Regions from separate parts of the Gossypium hirsutum genome. Here region 2 is linked to region 1. Evidence: chromatin contacts called from public Hi-C data. All regions are on one chromosome and are shown on one strand. Each heading gives the region's core, a stretch centred on a gene start, on an enhancer-like site or on the middle of the called end of the contact. The rest is flanking DNA. Distances are from core to core; before and after follow the strand shown. Region 1 holds the start of LOC107897922 (NADH dehydrogenase [ubiquinone] 1 beta subcomplex subunit 10-B). Region 2 overlaps LOC107888761 (kinesin-like protein KIN-14K).

What was found. Hi-C and Micro-C count contacts between places; a contact is called where the count stands out from the background.
Region 2: a contact with region 1 is called in a Hi-C map of leaf, with 4 times the contacts expected there. The contact joins the enhancer-like site here to the promoter of LOC107897922 in region 1. A contact is called at or near these places in 10 of 34 Hi-C or Micro-C datasets (callus, hypocotyl, leaf and 2 more).

The regions. Positions count from the first base shown.
Region 1 is chrA09:44,756,852-44,764,512 of Gossypium_hirsutum_v2.1, forward strand. LOC107897922 (NADH dehydrogenase [ubiquinone] 1 beta subcomplex subunit 10-B) reads right to left here and starts at 3,113. Exons shown (of 3, transcript XM_016823529.2): 1 at 2,700-3,113; 2 at 2,272-2,326. The coding sequence starts at 2,988. The coding sequence ends at 2,295.
Region 2 is chrA09:45,261,079-45,268,739 of Gossypium_hirsutum_v2.1, forward strand. LOC107888761 (kinesin-like protein KIN-14K) reads left to right here. Exons shown (of 23, transcript XM_016812959.2): 12 at 39-134; 13 at 214-393; 14 at 498-604; 15 at 690-868; 16 at 1,052-1,216; 17 at 1,289-1,542; 18 at 1,694-1,857; 19 at 2,105-2,233; 20 at 2,797-2,863; 21 at 2,970-3,045; 22 at 3,158-3,329; 23 at 3,416-3,611. The coding sequence ends at 2,209. Among protein-coding and RNA genes, the nearest start is that of LOC107888761, 7.5 kb to the left of the region's middle. Within about 2 kb of position 4,548, at least 3 of the 9 cell types and tissues checked have an H3K27ac peak or open chromatin away from gene starts, as enhancers often do.

The DNA.
Region 1 (7,661 bases), core at 1,863-4,362:
AAAATTTTAGTGTACTTCCTCTGTTTTCCCTTTATTTTCATTTTTCTTAATAAAGATTGACCTTGCATGTCAGCATGTCATTACTGGTAAAACCAGTGAGCACAATCAACACAAGGTTGCCAATCTGGCATGCTGTGGCACAGTCAACCACAATATGAATCTTTCTGACGCTTTTGAGGCGATATTTGCCTAGTAATTTAACTTCATCCAAAGTCCAACCATAGCTAAAAGCACTATCAGACGAGTAGTTATTTTTTCCGAAAAAAACCAATGCTTAAATTTTTTTATGAATTTTTTTTTATTTCTTTACCCACATAATGGATATACCATAAAACTAATAGCTTTTTTATAACCCTAAGTTTTCTAGAGTTGCAACTTCTTTCTACTTGTTTCTAGTCCAAATTATGCTAATTTACTGTTGTTTTCTCCCTAAACCACACCAATTTTGGCATCAAAGACTAATTAGATCATAGGATTTATATTAGAGTTTTCTATTAAGCCATGGTTGGATGTGATAGTGAGGAAGAGGAATTCAGTGTAGCATATAGTGTGCAATTGAAGAAATGTCGTGTGCACAAATGGGAACCCAAATAGAGATTCTGGACTGTACCCACAACCAGTTTGACATATCAGAAGGTAGCCTCCCTAATAAATTCGATTTGGGTGAGGAAGAAAACCACTTTCATGATGTTAGACCCACAAATTGTGTCGTACGAGGTGGATTGAAGGAGTGGATAGCACATGCTTTTGAATTAAAAAGAGGTGGAATTAACATTGAAATTGTTGATTTTCACGACAGGATGCATATGAAAGAACAAGAGTACAATCTGTTAGATCCTATTTATGATGAGTATCCCAAAGAAAGTAAAGCAGCTATGCATCGAGTTCAAGGAGAGTCCTCAACTGTTCGTGAAGAGTTGACAACAACAACTGAAGGTGAAGAGGAGTCTAACCGTGCCGTAGATGCACTTAGCCAACGATCTTCACTTTTAAAGGCATCAACTGCTCAAGTGAAGGGTTTTAAAGAAGTTAGGGATCAACACCAACCTGACCCGTACATTAGCCCAAATATATTTGAGTCCCAATATGTTCGGCATGACCCATGAGGCCTCTGGAGAACTAATTATGAAAATCAAAGACAATGATTGTAAGACGAATCAAGTATTGAAATAGATTCTCCCTTGAATAGTGATTAGGATCCTAGCCAGCATTCCAAAAAGAAGTGTTACCATAGCCATCCTCAGCATAAAGTCCAAGAGATAGAAGCATACTTTAAAGAGTGTCCTCAATTAGATGATAAAGCATTGTCTGATATTCCTATGTCTATAGATCATATTCTTGTTGGGATACCTTGGTTGAGTAATAGTCTTGGTCAATTGGCTGGTTCTGTGGAGTTTTCAATGATTGATTTGAAGAGTAGTTATCACCACGATAGATTGAGAAGTGTTGATGAATGGAAGACAACTTTTAAGACTCCAAATGACCTTTAGGAGTGATTAGAAAGGCCAAGCGCATCTATGTGGATCATGAGTGTTGTGGGCAGACAACTAGGCATTGCAAAACAGTATGCAACTGTTGTAATATCTACTTTAAATGCTGTAAATTTCTCCAAGACCTGCTCATCAAAAACTAAAGCTGGCAAACTTGCTCAGAGTGAGAGCAAGAATACTCCTACTGCTCATATAGCAAAAAAGACATCGATGAGGTAGATGAGAAAAGTTGAGATGGTAAATCAGCTGTCAGCGCACCAGCTCAAGAAAAAGCTGCCCAGCTTCTGATATTCCAAAAGAAGAAAGTACAAAACTATCTATTACTGGAGCTGACACAAAAGAATTGGAAAACATAGGATTTCTAGTAATTAAAGATAGGGACAGTAATAGCGTTGAGGTTTACAATATGGAAGTAGATATCTCTAGAACTAAAGCACTCTCTTTGAAAGATTTTACTGCTTAATCACCCAGGGGGGTCTTTGAAACATTACCAATAAGCATAAAGCCTTAAACTATTCTTTTTCCCCCAACTTCTACTTTATAATTTCATGTTTTTCTCCACCAACTTGGCTTCCATAAACTTTCTGTAAGTTCATATCACAGGCATGTTCATGCCCACCTGATTTGGTTAAATTGTTTTGAAATTTTCTTTATACAGATTCTAAAGTTCAAGCAAACGGTGAACAACATCAACAAAGCAAGAAATAATTCTGTTGAACCAATAAAGTAACAAGGATTGTTCAGTAGATAGTATATAGAATGAATTAGAGTCCGAGATTACCTATCATGACCAAATGCAGCCATTCATTCTGAATCGATCTCTTCAACCTTTGGACCTAAAATCCCAAATCATCAACACAAAATCAATACAGCTCAGCCATTCCTTCCCCAGAGAACAATGTTGACTAATACACAAATAAATGGATAAATCAATGCTGAATCTTTTTTGTAACTTTTACTACTTGTTTTGCTTCCCACTCTGAAAAGTTGTTATAGAACGTAGCTAATAAAACAAATTCAGAATCAAATTAAAAACTTTAAAAAAATGAACAGTTAATACATATAAAAGCAAAATATACATTGTCTACGGCAAAACGACTGATCTTGTTTGAAATTGGGGAAGCAAAGAGCAAGTAATAAGAAATCATAATCAATCGAGTTTATAATAAATAAAATGAAGTCTTTTATGTAGTAAAGAAAGATAGGGACCGTGGAGGGAGGGATGACGGCCATCCTTGCCCCAGCCGATGCCACGGGTGGCGTCGAGGTACTGGCGTACGAGATGGCGGCACTTCTGGAGATGGTTGACCCCTTCGATGCGGTAGCACCACCTGACCTTGTCACGGAGGATCTTGGCTTTCTCAATGTCAATCCATTTCTCTCGAACTATATGCTCCCTCATTTCAAGCATGGCCACCGGGTCTTTGTAGGGATTGGCCGGGTCGAAGTCATCCGGCGCCGTTTCTTCGAACTCTGCTACTCCCTTCTTCCTGCCCATCTCTTTCTCAGTTTCTCTCACTCGGCTCTTGCTCGCTTGCCCTTCGGTTTGTTTTAGTGGAGATTTTGGGTTTGAAATTGGGTTTCCGCTTATTTTTTTATTTTCTGGACTTCTTTTGTAGCCTTTCCCGGCCCACTGAATTTATATTCAGTTGAGGACGGAAACCGATACACTAATATAAAGCAACTATGTTTTATTGATAGAATTAATACAAAAGTTAAATGAGATAGTAATTTTCATTTAGTTTTAATTCGATTTCTATCTGTATTATTGTCAGTATAAAAAGTTTTGAATTTGAGTGCCCTAAAACGTATTATCCTACTATTTAAGGGTTGAGGAGGTGTTAATGAATAGTTCTAGACATTATTCAAAAAGAATAAATATGATAAAAACTTATAATAAAATTAATCTTAAATAAAAAAAGAAGAGATTATGCTTAAAATTGTAATATTTTTATTTCAATTCTTATCAGTCATTGTATATATACATTTAGCATCTATTTATAATATATATATGAAACAAGAATACTTTTTATTATAAATTATATTACTAAATTGACATTAAAATAATAATTTTTTTATATTATTATGTGAGAATAATAAAAGTAATATTAATTAATATGATAATATATTAATGTGAAATTATTTAATTTGATCGTATCTTTTTTAAAAAAATTTGAAGAATAAAAAGTTCTACTTATAAAATAGCATAATATATTATTAATTAATAAAATTATAAAATTATTTAACATAATTGGATAAATTAAAAATAATCAAAATTGAATCTTTTGATTAAATAAATATAATTTTTATTTAAAATATGATAATAATTAATAATGTTAAAAATATTTTTTATAATTAATAAAAAATAATGTGTGAGATTATCATTATATATATAATAATATCATTATAATGGTCTAATCTATAATGTATAAATTTATGTATTTATTCTTAATTTATATATCAAAACTCAAAAGAAAATAAATATATTTTAAAATTAACTTAACTATTTTTTATATAAATATTAAATACATCTAACCAAATCGATTTAATTCAACATAAATTCTAACTCAACAAATAGTATGACTTATATCTATTTGAGAAATTAATATAAATAAAATCGATCGTTTAAGAATCAATACTTTGTACTATCTATATTTCTTATTTTTTTAATCTATAAAATAATATAATATAATATAATATAAAAATAGTTATAATTATTTTATTAATAATGTTTTCATTATCAATGTAACAATTATTATCACTTAATTAAACTTTGGATCCATATTAAATTACATTTATTATTATAAATTAATTATCATTTAATTAATGAATAGTTATATACCAATTAAAACTAATATTTAACATTATAAATATATGCACAATGACACATTTTCATTCAAAATAACATCTAGAAAATATTATTTTAAAAAATCATATTTTAGCATCATTTAATAGGTTTTGTTTCAACACCGAAAAAGGTATGACTTTCATTATTATTTGAGATGTTTAGTTATTATTATTTGATCTTCTATAGTTTTACTACTATTTAATTTTAATAATATTTACATAATTATGAATGTTGTTTATCATTGTGTTGTGAAAAATTATGTTAAAGACAATAAAATATTAAAATAATGGTTCTTTATAAGTGAAATTTCAACTAAAATTCGAATGACTTATTTTATCTAATTACTTTATATTTTACTATAGATTGTTTTTCGCTTTTTATTTCCATCTATTTAATTAGTATATATATTTTTAAAATTTATAAAAATATATAATTTTAAAAATAAACATATAGCATATGACATAAAAATAAATCAAAAAATTAAAACTCTTCAAAATAAAAAAAAAATTAATAATTTTACGATTAAATTAAACTCTTTGATTATATTAACTCAATCAAATACAGTGTATAGATATAGATAAATCAACATCTATGATTTGTCCGGGCAAGCAGCATCTTCAAGTTCAACTTTGGATGAGTATTAAAAGAGAAAAGATTCATTACACCCACGAAAATTTTTTTTTTTAAAAATATATTTTTATTATCCTAAAAATAAAACTAATTTTTAAGTGAGTAAGTATTTTATGAGAAAATATTTAGTAATAATTTTTTAAAATTTTACAAATAAGATTAGGATGATCACAAGTGTGTTGTAGAATATAGAAAAATATTAAACCTATTTATGAAATAAAAAAATATATTTTGACAGTTTATCAATTATTAACCATTATTCTATTATTATAAAATTTTGAGAAGATTAAAGCTAAAAGAGTTTATTCAAAAATATTAAATTAATACCTTAAAAATATATTATTGATGAAGTACTAACTCTGTTAACACATGAGAATCGAGTGATTATTGATTCGAGCGTACTCACATGCGTAATATTTTCTAATTTAAGATTTAAATAGATTTATAGGCAATTTAAAAATTGTATAAAAAATAACTTAAAAAGGTTTAAATTAAATTATTAATTTCAAGAGGGTAAAAAATATAATTTTCTATAATCAAAGGATTTAATTTAAATGATTAACTTTTAAAAGAGACTAAAAGTGCAATTTGTTTGATTTAACCAAGGGGACAATGCCCTGTGTATCCTGCTGGCTTCGACCCTGTTATCGCATTAATAATTTGTTTTACATAAAGTTTAACGCGTTCATATTCGTGTTTATTTTATTTTTATGACATCACATTTTTAATTATTATTTATATCTTATATCATATTTCAATTAATTTCATAATTTACATAATTTATCATAATAATTTAATTTTAATTCTAAATTTTATTTATGAATTGAATCACTAAACTAATTTATACATTAATACAAATATCATATTCAATTAAAAATTTAATCCAATTTGCCAAAGCGCACCAACTACGCCAATTTTAGTTTCACTTGAAATTAAACATTTCCCAATTCAGTAGCAACTTTTTTCTATCCTTAATATATAATTTAATATTTGAGTTTGAGTTTTTTTTAATGTGATACATATATTTTGATATTCAATGTAATATTTGTATTTAATAATAATTGTATATTTTAGTATCTAAATATAATAATGTTAATTTTTTAGTGTTTAGTTTAGTTTTTTAAAATTGATTGAATGAAAATTCATAATTAACTAATAATATTAGCAATTAATCTTCATCACTGAAACCTAAATTAAATCACATCCATTGAATTTTGTATTTGACAAATTAAATATAAAATCAAACAAATTCATAATTAACACTAAATTTATTCTATTAACAAAATCATGAAATATTTAAACTCGATAATATTAGCAATTAATTTTCATCAAATCAACCCTAAAATTGAATTAAACACTAAAAAATTAACATTGTCACATTTAGATACCAAAATATATAACTTTTTTTTTGTCAAATACAGTTATCAAATTGCAACAAAAAAACACGCATATCACATTAAAAAAAAGTGACAAACACGGGTATTAAACGATATATTAAACCTTTTTTTTTGCTTAATGATATAAAAAGACCACCAAAAATTTATAAAAACAAATTAATTAAACCTCTTCCAAAACACTTGAACTTACAAAATTGAATTTCACAAAAACAAAAATCAATTGAGCCCCTTTTAATATCTATAGTTTGGATTTTCCTAAGAACTATTATTTTTATGTCTTCCAAGATTATGTCATTCCTAAATATCTTGTTAAAAGGAGATTTTAGCTGAAATACAATGCCTATCTTAGTCGAAATAATGGTTCTATTCAAATGCATCAAATCGATAAATCAATTCACTATCTTGTCAATTGAGACTCTAAAATACTAAATTACTAATGTTACAAACAATTGTAACCAATTCAATAATTTTTAATAGCAAAGCATCCAACGAAATTAACATTACTTTGTTACAATGATAACTAAAAAAATAGCATTATATGTAACATCTTCACTAATTGGTAATGATAACATAAGAGAAGAGATCCACTAAGGTAAAATTAAAGTAGTTTTACACTATTTTTTATCTTTAAAGTAGTTTTACACTATTTTTTATCTTTTTGTATGATTAATATTTTAACGTTTCAACTATTATACTTTATATTTTATTCATACAGATCATGCATGTCAAATCTGATGTAAATTTAAAATTCTTAACTATTTGTTTTATATAAAAAAACTTTCAACTGATCAATAAATATAAATATATAGAGTATTTGCAACACCTCACATCCGACTCGTTCATCGGATCTGGGTATAGAGCGTTACAATTGATCTATACTTAATTTTAGCTAACTTAACTGTCAATAACAAGCTAAAAGTACAATTATCCAATAATGAAATTTAAAAATAATAATCCTTACAACTAAGACCTTAAGCCCCTATAGGTTTAGTCCCTAAAATTTTCTATCAGTAATCGATCTATTTATTTACAAATAAATTCTTTAGAATTTAACTAAGGACTACCCGTACTAAGAATCCAAATTCTAGGGATGCTATATGGCTTCGTTATTATTGAACCTAAGACAAAAGCCTCCAATAGTACCCCTTCCCATGTGCATGACTTGGTCCAACAGAGATCTATAATCTCCACTCCATCCGGCTTGGTCCCACATCGAAGTCCTCGACCAACCTTGCAAGTTTTGCAAACACCATGTAAACTACTGTAAGTTCAAATAAACTTAGTGAGTTCCTTTAC
Region 2 (7,661 bases), core at 3,298-5,797, 510 kb after region 1:
GTTATTATGATATTTCTTTTTTCTTTTCTTTTGTTCAGAATCAAAGCTCAAAGCAGTAACAGATGCGGCAGGGAACTATCATGAAGTTCTTAAAGAAAATCATAAGCTTTTTAGTGAGCTACAGGATCTGAAAGGTGCCTATAAGTTGCTTCTTCCTAGTGGATTCTATGTTTTTGTTTATCTCCTCCTTTTAATATTTTAAATTTTTTACAGGGAACATTAGAGTTTATTGTCGAATAAGGCCTTTTCTGCCTGGACAAACCGAAAAACTGTCGACTATAGAAAATATCAGTGAAAATGGACAGTTGGTTATTGCAAATCCCTCCAAGCCAGGAAAAGATGGCCAACGGTCGTTTAAGTTTAATAAGATCTTTGGCCCAGATGCTACTCAAGGTTTTCATTCTTCTATCACTTTCCTTGCAATATGAACTTGAATCTATTTGCTTTGTGAAGCACTGCAATGTCTAATCATTAGAGCTCTTTTTAAACAATGGCAGGGGAGGTGTTTGCAGATATCCAACCCTTTGTTAAATCAGTAGTTGATGGATATAATGTCTGTATATTTGCTTATGGTCAAACTGGTTCTGGGAAAACCTATACAATGGTATGAATCCCTTCCCTTAAGCTTTATGAAGTTGCACAAACATTTTTGAACAATTCCTTTCAACATTTCTTTTATACATTTCCAGACTGGTCCAACTGGGGCAACTGAAGAGGAATGGGGTGTTAATTATCTAGCTTTGAACCATCTCTTCAAAGTCTCTCAAGATAGAAAATGCAACACGGTCTATGAAGTAGCGGTTCAAATGGTTGAAATATACAACGAACAAGTGCGCGATTTATTATCCAGTGATGGTTCTCCGAAGAGATATCCTTATTTTAAACAAGATAGACTTGCTAAATAGAAGTTTGTTAACCTGTTCATATATATATGTGCGTGTGTGTGTGTGTTTGTATATTACCCTTTTTGAAGTGTTTTTCTTTGGATGCTTGAATACTATTCATGATTTAGTTATAGTCTACTTATCCTTGTTATCCTTGATCTGCACACGGTTGGGATTACAACTATCTCTCAACCTAATGGGTTAGCTGTACCTGAGGCTTGCATGCACCCTGTTATATCGACCTCCGATGTTTTAGATTTAATGGATATCGGATTCAAGAATCGAGCTGTTAGTGCTACTGCTCTTAATGCAAGAAGCAGTCGCTCTCACAGGTTTGTATATTTAATATTTTCAATTACATCTGAATATTTCCCCAGTGACATGATTTAGAGTTATGGCTGCAGCATTGTCACTGTTCATGTTCGTGGGAGGAATGTAAAGACTGGAACTGTATTGTATGGTAATCTTCATTTGATAGACCTAGCAGGCAGTGAAAGAGTAGATAGATCTGAGGTAACTGGTCATAGGCTTAGGGAAGCACAACACATAAACAAATCATTATCTTCCCTAGGAGATGTAATTTTTGCTCTTGCAAAAAAGAGTCCTCATGTGCCCTACAGAAATAGCAAGCTTACTCAAGTACTTCAAAGCTCTCTTGGTACGTCTTTCATCTTTATCCTTAAACTACAGAAACCTTCTCCGGGTTTTAGAGTACTAAAAACGTGTTCTAATCACTCGGAGATTGCTGAAGTTATGGTTTGTCTAAATTTTTACTTGTTTCATAAGTTCTATGATATTGTATGTTACAGGAGGCCAGGCAAAGACCATCATGCTTGTGCAGCTCAATCCTGATGCCACTTCCTTTTCTGAAAGTATGAGTACTTTGAAGTTCGCCGAACGAGTTTCTGGAGTTGAGCTAGGTGCTGCGCAAAGTAGCAAAGAGGAGAAGGATGTTAGGGAGCTACTGGAGCAGGTGCAATTTTTATATTCCTTTTCCATTTATCATAACTTTTTCTTCTATAATGTTTCAATTTCCAATATTAAACTCAACTGGAGTCAGACATACATGATGAAGAAGTATGCATACTCATTGTATTTTATTGCATTTTAGTAGATATCTTCTTATTTAGTTTCCTTTAAATGTTTACGAGAACCATGCGTAATAGGATAAGGTACTGTTACTCCATAGCATTATGTTTTAAGTTTAACTGGCTCTGCAGATGGCATCTCTCAAGGACAAAATAGCTGAAAAGGATGAGGAGATCAGGCGGTTGAAATCACTAAGAGATCTAAAACCACGGATACCGCAGCAGCAGCAACTGTGAGCAGCAAGGAACAGGCTGATTGAGGTATGGTTCTTCCTCTATTCCATATGTGTCTTTCCTCATGAAAGCCGAAAACTGTCCAATGGAAAAGGCCAAGGACATACTGGGAAAGCAGTTTCGGATTGTGAAAATTGTTCACAGTGAGAATAAGCATCCTAAGGCTGGTTTCCCTGCAGTCCTTGGATGAAGAGAAGTTTACTGAAATATCTAATGTTCTTTCTATGTGTACCGAAATTGATGCCTCCTCTGTAATACACACTTTTTCCTAAAGGCATAAGTTTGGGCAACTGAGTATTCTTTCTTCTCTTTTTCCTCAGGACTCATTGATAATTTTATAGTTTGCTATTCAATTTCATTCAGAAGATTCCAAAAGTGATCACATTCTTTGTTCTAATGAGATTCCAAAAGTGATCGTATTTTAGACCATATTTTGCCTCCTTTCATTTACATCGAAACAAGCTAAACTGCAAAGTTTCAACCCATTACTGTTTGAGTACTAAAAGTTTTCTTCTTAAACATAAAATGTCACTGCATTTACATCTGAAGTTACATTCTAGAAGTGACAACTAGCTTTACTGGGTTTGCAGATAACATAAATTTGATATGGGGAAACTTTGTTCCAGTGCTTTTCTTCATTTTAGGCTGCAAACAGATGTAAGCCTTCTTTCATTCACATTTGTTCAATATTTTTTAATTTCTGTATTCCATTTATAAGGTGCTCCATTGTTTAATCTATATCTCATATATTCTAATTTTGTAGCATCAAAGACTTGACTTACAAAAACCAACACAAGGGTTAAAGGCATCAAGAACAGACTCTACACAGCCTTCAACAAGTATGTAAACCTCAGAGCTCTTTAGCTTAATTCTCATTAGCTATGGTAGATAAAGATTAGTAGGCCTGTTGACATATATCCTCCTAAATTGTCTTCTATTTGCTCCTTTTAGGCGTTAGGAAGAGTCTAAGCTCCACTTCAATCAGCCCTTTTCCTAGAAGATGATGATAATGATGATTTTATGTATGTTGAAGTCTCATTTTCAGTATAGATAATGATGTTGATGATGCATGCCTGCCTAAGAAATGAAATACATCTAATTTCCTGACTGGTTTCTTTTTAAGGTAACTTCATTCGTATCTTTCATTTTCTACTGCTTTGCTATGCTTTCTTAGTTCCTCAGTGTTTACACTCACTCTTGTGGAGGCAGAATTTTAGTTGACAAAGCTAGATGATGATGATGATGATGTACACCATGATTTCAAGAGCTTGTCCTCTTTAAGCATCTCTAAGTTCTCCATCTATAATACAACATATAAAAGCTTAATCTAAATTCTTTCTTTATTTATTCTTTCTTGAGCTTCAAATATGAATATCAAAATCAAAGCAATGCACACTTTCCATTATATTTTTAGATTTTATCAGTTCACTTATGCTATTTAATAACTATTGTAATTGTATTTGATATTATGAACCAAGTGAGATTACATAGTATTAAGAAATAGCAACAAATGCAAAGTTAATAACAGAAGTAACATTAATGAGGCTAAAATGGAGAAATTGTCGTATAAATAATCAATAACATTAATCTTTGTGTGCGATTGAATAAATAAAGGCAATAAAAATCCAAATTTCTCCTCCTTTTTCCTTTTTTGCAAATAATTGTTATATGAATAATCAATATATTTATTTATTTGTATTTTGAAAAAAAAAAGTTTTATGATTATTTATATGAATTATTTGCAAAAAGAAAAAAAGAAAAAAGAGAAGAGGATAAATTTGGATTTTTATTGCCTTTATTTATTCAATCGCACACAAAGATTTTATAGATTTAAATTTTTTATTAATTTATGATTTTATTTTTATGGCTAAGTTAATTTCGTTTTTAAGGAGAACCAAATAATTTTACTCAAAGACAAGTCAAAGCAACAGAATAAGTGAAGAATTACTAACCCGAAACTAATAGACTTCATCCCATAAACTCAAGCTTATGCCCATTAGCTTCATTATTTACATTTGACTGAGAATTTGAAACTAAAATATGCACAATACCAGAAATAGTTTTCGAAATCAAGTAGTTAGCATCCTATAAAGCACCCTTTTCAACCCCATGAGTTGCCTTGTTTACTAGTCTACATGTCCATTAGACGAGCAAGGATTGGAACTCAGTTTAGCTCGAGACAATCATAAATAATACTGTCGAGTCATTAACCACTTCGCTTTGTAGCACACCCACGACACGTGGGCAATTAGACTCAATGATAATATTATCAAGCCCCATCCACTTGAGCCAAGACTGCACCTCTCGTATCGCCATTCCTTCTGCCACCATCGGGTCCTTGTAGCCTGCCCAAAAACTAGAGCAGCACCATACGGAGGTACCAGACGAGTCTCTGACCACTCCAACCCATGCCTTAGCGTCCTCAGCAAAAAAGTAGCAGCATCGAAATACATTTATGAATTCTTGCAGGTGGCTTGGTCCATGTCTTAGCACAGTTGCGATCAATTCTCCCTTCAATCTGCAATATGTCAAAAGCATTTTGTGAGTATTTCCAGTCAAAGAAAAAAGAATTAAAATAATACGAGAAGTTAGTAATTTTGTTTAGTGGTTCGAAATAAAATTGTAAATTTGGGGAGGGCAAAGCTAAATATATTGTATTAAAAATATTTAAATTAAATTATTTATTTTTTAGAGATTTGAAAATTTCATTTAATTATAGTCTTAAATGCTTAAATTTAATATTTTACTTATTGGAGGGCCTCATATAGTAATTCCACCATTTGGCCAAGGGGCTGTTGGATATAGTGTAATAAGAGCAGTATTTTCGTTTATGTATATAAAATATATATTGATTTCATTAATATTCTTTTATATTAATCTCAATAGTTTTTCATGCAAAACAAAATAGAAATAAGTATTTGCTCGTAATTATCTAAGCTTTAACTAATATTAAATAGCATTACATAGTTGGATTATAATATGGGAAGACGACTTATATTGGTAGATAATCTAAACATGTTCTTAGTTTAATCGGAAATGAGCAAATTAATTAAAAGACTAATATTTAATATCTAAAGTCCAGTTGGAAATATGCTTTATCTTTAGCATCGGAACAAATGACTCACAGAAGATAGAAACACATATATAATTGATTGGACTGATTGTACATTGGATAGGACCCAAATAGAATAAATCATTTATGCATGACTCGTATGTTTTAATGTAAGTAAAAGCTTGAATTCAAATAGATAAAAAATTAACAACTGGTGCAGTGTATATATGACTTCTGTAGTATCTAATATCCAATATCATTCCTTAATAGTAGAATTCATGACCTAACAAAAAAGTAAAAAATGTCCTCTCATTGACATCATATAATATTAGATTTCCCTTTAATATTAATTTTAAATTAAAGTATTAGGTTTTAAGATAGCTTATATATTTTTATATTATTTTTAATTTAAAATTTAATACTTTAAATTTTTTTAATTCACGTTTGCCTTTAATGAACAAAGTAATGATTTTTGGGCAACAACTTGCTGACGATGCCCAACTGATGCATAAAAAGTTCGACCCTTTAACCCATTTTTAGCTACTACTTTTCACCTCTTAACAGATGGGTTTACGTGTCAAATTTATGGACCATGTACACTATAATACACTATAATTACTATGTAGGTTTTTTTTTTTTTGGGAACATTGACTATACTAATTAATGTCATCTTTTTTTTTATGAAAATTTTATATTTGATATTATATCATTTTTTTACGATGTTAATTTATATTAATAAGTAAAAAAAAAGTTTCTTTGTATTTTTTTTCTATTATTAAAGTAATATTACTTTTATATATATGGAAGATATCTCTTTAAAGAAAATCACTCAATAGGTAATCAAATAGTAAAAGAGTGCACCTCTTAATCATTTGTTCTCGTTATAAAATAATTACAAATCTAATCTTTACTATAAAATCATTATAAATCCAATCATCATTGTGCAAAAATTATGGTTTAAAGTAGGATAGGTAAAATGGTTGGAAGAAATAAAAGTAGAATTTTTTTTTAAGTACCTGAATTAAGTTTAAATTTTCGAGTTTTTATTGTTGAGAGGACTTTTCTTAAATATTAGCTCCATTCCGAACATGACTATATTCAAATTGTGAAACGGATGAGGACACTTGTAGATCACTTGTATAGTATTTTAGAGGCATTTGCTTGTTAAGTTGCAATTATCTTAGTATTATTTAAGTATAAAATTTTTTTAATATATTTTCAATTTGTTGGAAAATATTTATTTTAATATTTTTAGTTTATTTGATGTATTATTTAAATTTATTTTTATATAAAAGTAATATAAAAAATTTTAATACGACGAGTCAGGCTTGGATTTAGCATTTTTTTTTATCTGGACCAAGCTTAGGGAAAATTTTACGCCTATTTTCAGGTTAGGCTCAAGCATAGAAAACATGCTTAAATTTTAACATTAGCTCGGCCCATGAACTGTAACATCCCTTACTCGACCAGATCGCTGAGTCTAAGCTATAGAATGCTACATTCATTGTCGAAGCAATAACGATGGAATATATACTCAATTTATATCATTATGTATTTAAATCCAAGTAACACATGCATTTAATATGATATACAATCATTTTTGGGTCTTACAAAAGCTTAAGAAAACTCCTACCTAACTGTGAAGTTTTAAAATTCTCAATTTGACGTCGCAAATTTATTATCTCCTCGTCGCGGAGTTGTCAACTCAGTAAGTCACATCACGACAACATGTATATCCATGTCGCAATGCCACTCACTGTCGGACGACGCTGCGACGTCAGGGACTCGTGGTCGCGACATTGTCCCTGTTTTTAGCAAAATACACATTTGGTACCTAATTTAGTTAACTTCAAGCCATATCCTAAGTGCTTTATTCAACCTTACACTAGAATGACAACCAAGCCAATGACAACCAATTCAAGTATCTATGCATTTAAACCAACCATTCTATAACATACAATCCAACCATTCAACATTTAAACATATTTAAGTCCATTTTATCTATCCATGCCAAAATGCCTTCATTAGAATCTCAAACATGTTCATTATACTAATTGGAAACTAAACAATTCAAAGAGATTAACATGAATCAATCAAAGCATACACTAAGCTATAAAACATGTTTAACATTTAGCTTACCATCCCCAAATCATTAATTCAATTTAACCAATTCATATAGTTTAAATGATAACTTTAACATGCCAAACCATTAAAAAGTAAAAGCATCATTCACTTAGCATCAAAATTAATCAAAATATGCACCACTAAGTTTTATACCAAATAGTATATTCAAAACCAATCATCACCACAATTAACATAAGACTATCAACTCCAAAATGACCATTTGCACATTAAGAGCCCTTATGTATATGTCACATAGCCTAGACTCAAATTGAACATATA